Regions from separate parts of the Mus musculus genome. Here all the other regions are linked to region 1. A link is a contact called in public HiChIP or PLAC-seq, Micro-C and promoter capture Hi-C data. All regions are on one chromosome and are shown on one strand. Each heading gives the region's core, a stretch centred on a gene start, on an enhancer-like site or on the middle of the called end of the contact. The rest is flanking DNA. Distances are from core to core; before and after follow the strand shown.

Region 1 (3,094 bases), core at 23-2,522:
ACTAGGCACAGTGTTGTGGCTTCTTCTGGGGAGACATGGACAAATGTCTCTCTGTGATGGTTTGAATTAGAAATGATTCGTTTCACAGTTGGTTTAAGAGGTACAGCGTTGCTACTGGAAGCCTGTTGGGCAGGATGGAGGGTCATGTGCTTTTACCTGCTAAGCCATGCTGCCTGCCCTCTTTTAAAGACTTTTTTTTTTTTTTTTTTTTTGTGGCAGTCTGTCTATGTCACCCTGGGTGTCTTGAAACTCCCTATGTAGGCCAGGCTGGCTTTGAACTCAGAGATCTACCTGCCTTTTCGTCTCAAGTGCTGAGAATAAAGGCGTGTACTACCTGATCCAGCTACCTTTATACTATTGTGTGTGCACTCAGTAAAGACAATTTAGGGGAGTTAGTTCTTGCCTTCCACTTTTATGTGAGTTCTGGGAATCAAACTCCAGTTTGTGGTGTAGATGCCTTACTGGTGGAGCCATCTCTTCAGCCCTGAGGGTGTGTGTGTGTGGTTTCTTTCTTTTCGTTTTTTAAAAAAAAGATTTATTTATTTTATTATTTATTTATTTATTAATATTTCTGGGTTTTTTTTCAAGACAGGGTTTCTTTGTGTAGCTCTGGCTGTCTTAGAACTCAGAAATTCGCCTGCCTCTGCCTCCCAAGTGCTGGGATTAAAGGCGTGCGCCACCACCTTCTTTTATTTTATGCATGAGTACACTCCCATTGCTCTCTTCAGAGACACCAGAAGAGGGCACCAGACTCCATTACAGATGGTTGTGAGCCACCATGTGGTTGCTGGGAATTGAACTCAGGAATTGAATCCGTGAGCCATCTCTCCAGGCCGGGGTTGGTTTCTTAACCTCGTTTTATAGGCGCTTCTCACACAGTTGCTTGTGGTTTAGTCAGATCCCAACTATCTCTCCTCTCTTCCCTCTCTCTCTCTCTCTCTCTCTCTCTCTCTCTCTCTCTCTCTCTCCCTCTCTCTCTTAACTATTCACTCATCCCATTAGATTCACTACTGCTAGGTAGACTGGCACTAACCTTAAAATTTGTAACTTGCGAACGTGACTATTATTGGTTTATTCTAGGGCAAGAGATAAAAAATCATGGGTGACTTTGTGCAGGACCCCTAGCGTCCCCAAAGCCCGGACTAGGTTTATTGTGAGCATACGGTACTGTGAGCGAGGTCTAGTGACGCTCTTCTGCGGCTTTCCCGCGCTCCCCGCGGGGCGTCCCTAGCAACGCGCGGGCTGGTTCTCAGCTCCGCCCCGCGTGAGGCAGTGAGGGCAGGTGCGCCTGCGCGCAGCCGCAACCGCCAGTCAACTCGCTTCCCCTCCCTTCCTCGCCCCTCCCCCTCTCCTCCTCTTCCAAAGGCGCCTGGAGCGCGAGGCCAACATGGAGCCTGAGGACCTGCCGTGGCCTGACGAGCTGGAGGAGGAGGAGGAAGAAGAGGAGGAGGAGGGCGAGGAAGAGGAGGGGAAGAAAGAGGTGGAGAACGCCTCGGCGGCGGCGACCGAGGAGGCCCTGACCTCTGAGGAGAGTGGGAGACTGGAAGAGTTCGAAGAGGCGGGGCCCGACTTGGATTTTAACTACGAGTCCCAGCGGCAGGAGAGCTCGGACGAAGAGGAGGACGAGCTGGCTAAAGCCTGGCTGCAGGCTCACCCCGACCGTCCTGGCAGTGCTTTCTCTCTGCCCCCTCCCACGCCTCCGCCTCCGCCTCCGCCTCTGTCCCCGCGGCTCCGGTACACCCCAGTGGAGCATCTGGGCAAGACTGAGGTGAGAAGCGGCTCTGTAGCCCGGAGCTGGGCTGTGGGGAGGAGCGGGGCTGAGGCCAAGCGACTGTAGAGATGCTTGAGCTACTGAACTGGGTCCAGGATATCGGGACCTACGCGCTGCGGGTCGCCTTGCTTATGGACTGTACACCTTGCTTGTGGGGCTGGCAGGTTCTTTGTAGTCTTAGGTTCTTCCTGACATTGACAGCTCCGTGTTTCCTGCGCCTCTCAGTGGATCCGTTTTTTTTTTTTTTTCGTTTTGTTTTGTTTGTTTGTTTTTGTTTTTAAAGTAGGGCAGATAAGACAGATGGCGCTGGGAGCCGGTACTCCCAGAGCGAGCAGTTAGAAAGGCTTCTTTGGCAGGAGGTGGGAGCTGGGGAGGGAGTCTAGGGAATAGCTAACTGGTGGAGAGACGTTTAGCATTTAACACCTTAGTTTTATTGAAGTGCAAGAAACATCCCCCCCTCACCCCCCCCCCCCCACTAGGAATTATTGTTGGTTAAGTATTCTGCGTGAGCTTTTGTGTGTCTTCCCGCCCATTGTGTGTCTTTGCACTTGTAGCAATTAATAGGTTCCTAGCCAGTGGCAGGAACTTGGAATGAAAGAAAGCTTGTGAGGCAGCTCTGGTCTGGAAAATTAGAAAGCACCAAGTTAGGACCAAATAGAGGAAGAGCCAAGTTTACAGAGGTCCTACCAAGATCATTTTGAAACTAACCGTGCTATTAATGCTTTTTAACTATCAGGAACTGCGTTGTTGGTCAGTATGGTCACGTGTGGTTCTTTACATACGAATTAGTTTTAAGTAACACTAGAAAGGCTGGTGGTGTATTTAAGTGGTAGAGAGGTCTTGCCTAGTGTGTGCAAGGACTTGAGTTTTCAAGCCCTAGTATTGGGGAAGGGGAATGAATAAAATTAGGAATTCAGTGATCCTGTACACTTCTCAAGTGCTTAATAGACCTGCTTAGTGGCTGTCACGTTGGACAAAGCAATTGCAGAACAATTTCATTATCACAGTGATAGTATGGACTGTGATTGTCAAAAAGCAATACATGATGTTTGCTTGCTAGGTGGTATTAAATTCATTCAGCTTATACTTTAAGTGTTTACCTTGTACTTGATACTAAGGAAATCATGGTGAACTAAACTGCTGCCTTCCTAGTGTTCCCATTCTAAAGAGGGAGGCAGATAAAATTCACATGATCTCATAAGTAAAACTGCTATATACAAAAATGCATGCATAAAAAAAATGAATGCATGAAATAGGTAACCTGGACTTGTCAGTGAGGTTGGGGAGTTACCTTGAAGACTGCAAGGCTAGTAAACAAGGGGT
Region 2 (2,964 bases), core at 350-2,849, 370 kb after region 1:
AATCAACTCAATATGTAGAAATCTCCCAGTTCTTACAACCCGAAATTCAGTTCAATCAGAAGTCAGTGTGGAGAGTCACAGCTGAGTTGGTCTATGGCCATGAATTACAAATAAGTCCGGTTCATTCACATCCCTGGAGTAGAGAGTGAGCACAGAGTGGTGACAGACTGGAGACATAGTGGGCCCCAGAGCAATGGAACCTAGTGTGACAGACCATGACAAGAAGTTGGCTTCTTATTCTTTTTTTTTGTTTTTATTTTTCAAGACAGGGTTTCTCTGTGTAGCCCTGGCTGTCCTGGAACTGCCCCGAAGGTTTTTATTCTTAAAGTCAAGCTTTATCTTACATCTATGAGCTGTCTCACAATTACTACTTGATATTTATCTTGCTTTATCTCCACAAATAAGCAATAGCTAAAATTATTTTTAATTTTTAGTTAACAATTTTATATCCAATAGATAATTTAATAATGAAATAAGCTACATTAAAATATCAATAAACAATTTATTTATAACTTACTTATACTTTACTTAGTAATTAATAGTTAAATAGTTAACTATAGAAGGTATGTTAAAAATGGATTGTCCAGTGGACAGACAGCTGTCTTCTGCAAGCTGTCAGGCAAGTTCTACACTGGGATGATGTTGGAGGTTAGCTGACAGGATCTAAAGATATCCACTCTGGGAAGGGAGAGAGGCCATCACGTCCATCCTGAATTTTAGATAGTGCTCATTTGTAGACATAAAAAAGAAGTGCTTACTGAAGTCCGGGAAGTCGGGGCAGAGCATTCTGTCGATCCTGAGTTTTAGGTATTGTTTATTTGTGGAGATTAAAAAAAAAAAAAAAGGATTTGATGAATTCTAGGAAGGGGAGAGGCCGGTCTAGCCACGTTTTTTGTGGAGATGAAATCGGAGAGGGGAAGCAAACAGCCGCAAGTAAAGGGTTCATTGCACCAGTGAGCAAAATCCTAAAACTAGCCCTTGGCCCAGGCAGGGTTAACTCCCTCAAAGGACACCTCCGCTTTCCGAATCCTGAAAGCAAGAGAACCCCTCGAGCCGGTACCGAGTGAAGGGTGTCGACAGCTCGGGCCGGATCCTGGCACAGCGCCTACACAAGCAGAAGCCTGTGGCTTCGGAGATCAAGGGACGCCTCAATACAGGCAGCCGCGCCCCACCGCGCACTTCCGCCCAGGCCCGAGCTCCACAGAGTCCTGTCGGGACAGACCCAAGACCCCAGAATGCGGGGTGGGGAGGTGTGGTGGGGTTCGGCGCGGAGGACCCTGGGAGGCGGCGGGGCGCGAGGCCAGGGAACACTCGGAGACTCGAGGCCACCGAGGCAGCCGGAACGCCAAGCCCGGAACCAAAGCGCTTACCTTTCGGGGATGTGGTTTCTGCCCTTCTTCTTGGGTGGGGCACAGGCAGCAAAGTCCCGGCCCCGTCCACGACCATGTCGGCCATAATGCTGGTTCATGTGGGCGCAGAGATGCCGCCCACCCAACGCCAGGCGTGCCAGAGCGGCCAAAGTGGCGACTTCAGGGAGGCCAGAAGAGGCCGCGGGATCCAGAGGCGCCCGCAAAGGAACGCGACGCGTCGACGTCTCGCTAGGGCGCATGCGCCTTGCCCCGCCGTGCTGACGACACACGTCGCACTGAAAGTAGGGTTTGTCAGCCTGCCTTCGGTTTCGACTGTGCTGCACTTAGCTGGAGGCCGGTTTTGTAGCTATGTGAATAATTGCTAGCGCTGTAAGACCCCCGATGCTGGGCCTCTGCTCAAGTCCTGGGATGAACTGGCCAACACCCCAACATCTCGAGAGAAAAGATGCACCTGATGCAAACTGCAAGAGGTTTTATTATCAGCTAGCTGAGGAGAAGTCCCTCTGTCGTGCAGGGCAGAGGAGTTCAACCCCGAGCGGTGACATTAGGGGACTTTTAACAGCTAGCTGAGGAGGTAGGAGGAGTTGGGAGGAGAGTTGGGAGGAGTTGGGAGGAGAAGTGGGAGGAGTTGGGAAGAGCTCTTCTGGGCGTCCTTGGTGAAATTTACAAGGCAGGAGTGGGGAGTGAGTTCTTTCTGAATTTTTATCTCCGTGTCCTCGGCACAGGAAGGCAGGCATCTCTGGTTGTACAGTATAGAAACAAAAAGGCTTTTTGCTGGCTATAGAGAACAAAGAGCTTCTTTCTAGCTGTATTTTTAAAGATCAGGGAAAACAAGCTTGGGGAACATCCAGGGGCTTTACCTTCCAGGGAGAAACGCTCTAAGTTGGGGTCTCATAGCGCCACCCGAACTGCTCCAAATGAGGAACAGACAATCCAGCCCCAACCCTCTGATCCCTGCATTCTTCGTGAACGTTGTCAATTGTTTACATTTTGTATATACATGATATTTGCTTTCACACGGGTGTATCTTTTTTTTCCGCCAAAAAGAAATAAATCAAAAGTTTTATACAACATATTTCTCCTTATTTGATATATTTAACATATTTCTCCATCCATATATGTGTGTATAGTGTCACAGGCAGGGAAACATACATATTCTTCCTAATTTTGAATGACACAGGACACTTATTATAACCAACATAATTAAAAATACCAACTTTTTTTTTTCTTTTTCGAGACAGGGTTTCTCCGTGTAGCCCTGAATGTCCTGGAACTCACTCTGTAGACCAGGCTGGCCTCGGACTCAGAAATCTGCCTGCCTCTGCCTCCCAAGTGCTGGGATTAAAGGCATGCACCACCATGGCCCGGTCCAACTTTTTTTTTTAAGATTTATTTATTTATTATATGTAAGTACACTGTAGCTGTCTTCAGACACACCAGAAGAGGGTATCCGATCTTATTACAGATGGTTGTGAGCCACCATGTAGAAATGAAATTGCTGGGATTTGAACTCACAACCTTCAGAAGAGCAGTCGATGCTCTTAACTGCTGAGCCTTCTCTCCAACCCCCCCCCCAACTTTTTTTTTTTTTTTA
Region 3 (2,700 bases), core at 55-2,554, 430 kb before region 1:
CGTGCATAGAAAAAAGGAAGGACAGGGTGTTGCTACAGAGCGGCCAGAAGGGGGCAGGATAACATCAGTTTATAACTACTGCAGAGCCAAAAGATTGGAACTTGAGAGGGGTGCCCTCTGATGGTTGGCTTCCCAGTCCGCCCTAGCTAAGAACTGCCTAGTCCTACCACTTGAACTTTCTGAAACAAAGAGGAGCTAGCCGCTAGCCTGCTTGCCTGTAATTCCGATGGACTCTAGCTCACCTCAGACTAAAAATGGATCAAAGCAATCTCTATGTCTTTCTCTCCTGTCCTCCTCAGACATCTCCAGAGAGCTGGGATATTTTTCTTTCCCATTTGAGATTATGAAGTTGTTTCTAGAGTGCATGACACAGGTTGAAGGATAAGTACACAGGTCCCAAGGAACCAAGCGTTTTCACTGACAGTGATGAGTCTTGTTCGTGAGATTGTTGTGATTCTCAGCCTTTCTCTTCCCCTGTGTGTGCTCTTCATTTTCTGGTTCTGTCTGCCTAGCACCTCCTGGGGAAGCTGCTGTGCTTTTCCAGAGAAGGCTTCTGTTAATCAGAGTGCAAAGGGACCACAAGCTCTACGCAGGCAAGGACTTCATCCAAGACTGTCACTGGTCTCTAACTGGTATGTCCTGTATGGATAAAGACAAACCAACCCTGGAGGGGGAAGCTGATCCTGGAACAGGGTGGAAATTGAGAAAGGGGCTGAACTTATGGGAGTGGCGTTCAAGGGGAACTTAGAAGCACTAGGAAGGGGACTGGGATTTCCTGCTGAGCCATGGCTCCCTGGCTATTCGTCACTTTTTTCACCCAAACACGAGTGGATGCTGGCCTGAACTTCCACTGTCCAAAGCCAAGGATAGGCTCCGCCCCACGCTGGTTAGGTAGCAGCCCATGAAGTTGAGCTCCAGACAAAGAGTGTGGCAGGCTGGGAAGCGCTGTGTGCGTGCTGACCGGGGCCTCCTGGGGCTTTTGTCCCGCCCTGGCCCCGCAGCTAGCCCGGTTGCAGTTACCGGGTTCGGTGATGCTCCTAAACGCACGCTGTGAGTTCGTGCTGTGGCAACTGAAGGAGGAGCTGGGCTCGCAGCAGCCGGGCCTGCACCCGCTCCACACACCACTCTGGCAGCTGCGGGCACCGAGGCCGGCATGCAGCGGTTGCCTCTGAGCGCGATGCTGAGCTCCCGAGGCCCGAGGGGCTGCAGCGCCTGCTGCTCATCAACAACGCAGGTGAGACTCCGGTCCAGACCCCGGCTGCGAGCTCTCACCTCATCGCCTTTTGGGTAAGAGGAGGGCAAGTTCGCAAAAGTCCAAAGTCCAAGAGGGTGTACCAGTGTCACTGATGAGTGACAGTGCCTCCTGGCGGGTGTGTGAGTCAAGACTTTTTGAACAAATCTCTCTGCTTTACTAAAGAGCATTCAGGAGTAGTCTTAGCTTGCATTAGGGGTGTCTGCAGAGCTGGGGCAGAGGGATAGCAAACGCCTATGGGGAGGAACTGAGGAAGGCTGAGGAAGAAGAGCGCCCCAGTTGTGCCATTTCTTTGGTCCTGTTTTTTTTTTGTTGTTGTTGTTTGTTTTTGTTTTTGTTTTTCAGCCACTCTTGGGGATGTTTCCAAAGGCTTCCTCAACGTGAATGACCTAGCTGAGGTGAACAACTACTGGGCTCTGAACCTGACCTCCATGTTCTGTTTGACCTCCGGCACCTTGAATGCCTTCCGGGATAGCCCTGGCCTGAGCAAGACTGTGGTTAACATCTCATCTCTGTGTGCCCTGCAGCCCTACAAGGGCTGGGGTCTGTACTGTGCGGGGAAGGCTGCCCGAGACATGCTCTACCAGGTCCTGGCTGCTGAGGAACTGAGTGTGCGGGTGCTGAGCTATGCTCCAGGTAGGTGGGTGCTCCTGACAGTGCTGTCCCTAGACTTAGCTGGTACCTTTCTGCCACACCACCTCCAATAGGATCTGTGTGACAAGTGCCACAGAGTGAGGAGATTGACCTCAAAATGGGGAGGCCTCCTGGAAGCCATTATGGAACTCTTTGCCGGAGAAAAAATTATTGAGCTGTAGTTCTCATGGTGATCTATCTGTTTTGTTTTTTCTTATTCCTTTTCTTATTTACATGTTCTGATAGCCTAGACCAAGATCTTAAGTGAGAATAATGGGTCAGAAACCATCCCTAGAGATAAGGTCACTACAGGACCTTATCCCCAGGGAAGCCAACACTTTACTTTGTAAATCATTTACAAAACTATGATGATAGATAAAAACTTTCCCAACAGCCGGGCGTGGTGGGGCATGCCTTTAATCCCAGCACTCAGGAGGCAGAGGGAGGCAGATTTCTGAGTTCGAGGCCAGCCTGGTCTACAAAGTGAGTTCCAGGACAGCCAGGGCTATACAGAGAAACCCTGTCTCAAAAAGAAACAACAACAACAACAACAACAAAAAAACCCCAACTTTCCCAACAGTAAAATTTCATATGTGTGTCATCAGAGGTGGGTTTTGGTATATGGTAAAGAAAGCCTTAATTAGAAAAAAATTAAAATAGTTTAAATTTACGTGTTGAAGATTTTTTTAAAAATGAGGCATTAGATGTTAAATAATAATTGACCATGGGGCTGGAGGGTTAGCTCAGCAGTTAAGAGCACTGACCATTAAAAATTTATTAACCTGCTCCTGGAAATATGCCACAAGCCTTGGACG
Region 4 (2,893 bases), core at 321-2,820, 450 kb before region 1:
GCCTGAGGTGCTCACCACTCACCACTATCTCTTTGCTTGTCTTTGAACATTCCATGTGTCCATCCTCCATACAGCTTTATTGGGTGTCGGGCACACATGGAGGAACAGTATGTGTCCCTTGAGGGACAAAAGCAGACAGCTGAACATATAAAGGCATTTTGTTTTTTTCAGTTTTAGTCTTAATGCATTTTATGTGTCTGGATGTTTATCCCACCTGCTAATCGGACAAGTCCTGAGGCTGAGTACCTCGGCCCCTGACTGCTCCAACGTCTTGGGAGTCTGTATTTTTCTTACGAAGTGAGGAGTCATTACCAGAGGTAGTAGGGGCCCGATAGTCTTTGGATTCTTTGTGTGTGTGTGTGTGTCACATTTTTTAAATTTATTTTTTATTAGATATTTTCTTTATACACATTTCAAATGCTATCCCGAAAGTTCCCTATACCCTCCCTCCGCCCTGCTCCCCTACCCACCCACTCCTGCTTCTTGGCCCTGGCATTCCCCTATACTGGGGCATATAAGGTGTCTTTGGATTCTTTATGGAGAATATAGATCAGGTTCCCCTCCTTGCCTAGCCCCCAGAAAGGTACCAGCTAAGTCTAGGGACAGCACTGTCAGGAGCACCCACCTACCTGGAGCATAGCTCAGCACCCGCACACTCGGTTCCTCAGCAGCCAGGACCTGGTAGAGCATGTCTCGGGCAGCCTTCCCCGCACAGTACAGACCCCAGCCTTTGTAGGGCTGCAGGGCACACAGAGATGAGATGTTAACCACAGTCTTGCTCAGGCCAGGGCTATCCTGGAAGGCATTCAAGGTGCCGGAAGTCAAACAGAGCATGGAGGTCAGGTTCAGAGCCCAGTAGTTGTTCACCTCAGCTAGGTCATTCACGTTGAGGAAGCCTTTGGAAACATCCCCAAGAGTGGCTGAAAAAAAAAAAAAACGGGACCAAAGAAATGACACAACTGGGGCACTCTTCTCCCTCAGCCTTCCACAGTTCCTCCTCATAGGCTATCTCTCTGCCCCAGCTCTGCAGACACCCCTAATGCAAGCAAAGAATACTGTAGTAAAGCAGAGTGATTTGTTCAAAAAGTCTTGACTCACACATCCGCCAGGAGGCACTGTCGCCCCGTAGTGACACTGATACACCCTCCCTCCTCTTGGACTTTGGACTTTTAGGGACTTGCCCTTCACCTACCCAAAAGCCTATGAGGTAAGAGCTCGCAGCCGGGGTCTGGACGGGACTCTCACCTGCGTTGTTGATGAGCAGCAGGCGCTGCAGCCCCTCGGGCCTCGGGAGCTCGCGTACTGCGCTCAGCAACCGCTGCACGCCAGCCTCGGTGCCCAGATCGGCGGCTGCCAGCACCACTTTCAGGTCAGGCTGCTGAGCGCCCAGCTCCTCCTTCAGTTGCCGCAGCATCGACTCACTGCGTGCGCTTACGAGCATCACGGAACCGGGAGACAGCAACCGGGCCAGCTGCGGGGCCAGGGCGCGACCAAAGCCCCGGGAGGCCCCGGTCAACACGCACACAGCGCAGCCCAGCCCGCCTGCCTCCATGCCTGGAACTCAGACTCATGCGCAGCTACTGAACCAGGACGGGGCGGAGCCTATTCTTGGCTTGGGACGGCGGAAGTTCGGGCCAGAATCCACTGGTGTTTGGGCGGGGGAAAAAAAAGCCAGGCAGCCGGGCCTCGGCAGGAAATCCTAATCCCCTTCCCAGCGCTTCCGGGTTCCCCTTGAGCGCCACTCCCACAAACTCAGCCCCTTTCTGAGAGGCGCGTTCTCAATTTCCACCCTGTTCCAGGATCAGCTTCCTCCTCCAGGGTTAAGGTTTGTCTTTATCCATACAGGACATACCAGTTAGAGACCAGTGACAGCCTTGGATGAAGTGTGTAGAGCTTGTGGTCCCTTTGCACTCTGATTAACAGAAGCCTTCTCTGGAAAAGCACAGCAGCTTCCCCAGGAGGTGCTAGGCAGACAGAACCAGAAAATGAAGAGCACACACAGGGGAAGAGAAAGGCTGAGAATCACAACAATCTCACGAACAAGACTCATCACCGTCAGTGAAAACGCTTGGTTCCTTGGGACCTGTGTACTTATCCTTCAACCTGCGTCATGCACTCTAGAAACAACTTCATAATCTCAAATGGGAAAGAAAAATATCCCAGCTCTCTGGAGATGTCTGAGGAGGACAGCAGAGAAAGACATAGAGATTGCTTTGATCCATTTTTAGTCTGAGGTGAGCTAGAGTCCATCGGAATTACAGGCAGGCAGGCCAGCGGCTAGCTCCTCTTTGTTTCAGAAAGTTCAAGTGGTAGGACTAGTCACTTAGCCTGGTCAGATTGGGAAACCAGCAATCAGTAGGGGCCATTCTCAAGTTCCAATTTTTTTTTTTTAAATTGAATGAGGCTTTTGTCCTAGGCCAACGAAATAGGGGACCTAGAGCGATGCAAATCCTGTAGGCCTATATGAGAAGAGAGCCGGAATGTCTCTCTATAGGTTTTTAAAAAACACTGTCTTGTGCCAAATCAACACGTCATTAATGCCTTTTCTCTATGCCAAAGTTCCCTTTCAGCAGAACTGTATATTTAAAACTACTTACTTACCACTAATCTATTGGATTTGTTATCTTATTTCCAAAGTAGTTGAAGGATCTTCAACAGACATAGTGAGTTCAAGGCCATCATGCTGAGTTTGAACCCCAGAACCGACATTAAAAACACTAAGTGTGACCAGGCAATGGTGGTGCTCCTAGCACACAGGAGGTAGAGGCAGAGGCAGGAGGATTTCTGTAAGTTTGCATCAGCCTGGTTTACAAAGCCAGTTCTAGGACAGACAGCCAGGGCTACACAATGAAACCCTTTCTGAGCCACGTGGCTGCAATGAAACCTTTAATCC

The links. Hi-C and Micro-C count contacts between places; a contact is called where the count stands out from the background. HiChIP or PLAC-seq counts read pairs in DNA pulled down with a chosen protein or histone mark. Capture Hi-C pulls out chosen DNA fragments and counts their contacts.
Region 2: a promoter capture Hi-C map of adipose tissue shows a contact between it and region 1. The contact joins the promoter of Dusp11 here to the promoter of Alms1 in region 1. A contact is called at or near these places in 14 of 39 promoter capture datasets (the 3T3-L1 cell line, 3T3-L1-derived adipocytes, the C10 cell line and 8 more), 2 of 15 datasets of contacts at CTCF or cohesin (the NIH/3T3 cell line and pro-B cells), 2 of 484 Hi-C or Micro-C datasets (embryonic stem cells and pre-B cells), 19 of 115 datasets of contacts at active chromatin or transcription factors (T-cell acute lymphoblastic leukemia, bone marrow-derived macrophages, effector CD8 T cells and 9 more) and 3 of 9 other capture datasets (adipose tissue, liver and macrophages).
Region 3: a Micro-C map of palatal mesenchyme shows a contact between it and region 1, with 2.0 times the contacts expected there. The contact joins the enhancer-like site here to the promoter of Alms1 in region 1. A contact is called at or near these places in 1 of 39 promoter capture datasets (hippocampal neurons), 17 of 484 Hi-C or Micro-C datasets (embryonic stem cells, palatal mesenchyme and trophoblast stem cells), 2 of 115 datasets of contacts at active chromatin or transcription factors (astrocytes and memory CD8 T cells) and 1 of 9 other capture datasets (embryonic stem cells).
Region 4: a contact with region 1 is called in an H3K27ac HiChIP or PLAC-seq map of extraembryonic endoderm stem cells, with 6 times the contacts expected there. The contact joins the promoter of Spr here to the promoter of Alms1 in region 1. A contact is called at or near these places in 1 of 39 promoter capture datasets (hippocampal neurons), 5 of 484 Hi-C or Micro-C datasets (all in embryonic stem cells), 2 of 115 datasets of contacts at active chromatin or transcription factors (extraembryonic endoderm stem cells and memory CD8 T cells) and 2 of 9 other capture datasets (embryonic stem cells and pancreatic islet).

What each region holds. Positions count from the first base shown.
Region 1 is chr6:85,586,259-85,589,352 of GRCm38.p6, forward strand. It overlaps Alms1 (ALMS1, centrosome and basal body associated), which reads left to right and starts at 1,273. Exons shown (of 23, transcript NM_145223.2): 1 at 1,273-1,768. The coding sequence starts at 1,388.
Region 2 is chr6:85,960,068-85,963,031 of GRCm38.p6, forward strand. It overlaps Dusp11 (dual specificity phosphatase 11 (RNA/RNP complex 1-interacting)), which reads right to left and starts at 1,600. Exons shown (of 9, transcript NM_028099.4): 1 at 1,371-1,600. The coding sequence starts at 1,468.
Region 3 is chr6:85,154,082-85,156,781 of GRCm38.p6, forward strand. It overlaps the pseudogene Spr-ps1. Among named protein-coding and RNA genes, the nearest start is that of Gm33200, 10 kb to the right of the region's middle. Within about 2 kb of position 1,305, at least 77 of the 459 cell types and tissues checked have an H3K27ac peak or open chromatin away from gene starts, as enhancers often do. A contact at or near this core is called in memory CD8 T cells, palatal mesenchyme and trophoblast stem cells, where this site is marked.
Region 4 is chr6:85,136,194-85,139,086 of GRCm38.p6, forward strand. It overlaps Spr (sepiapterin reductase), which reads right to left and starts at 1,571. Exons shown (of 3, transcript NM_011467.2): 1 at 1,246-1,571; 2 at 630-920. The coding sequence starts at 1,552. It overlaps Gm10444 (a long non-coding RNA gene), which reads left to right and starts at 1,741. Exons shown (of 3, transcript XR_001785286.2): 1 at 1,741-2,234.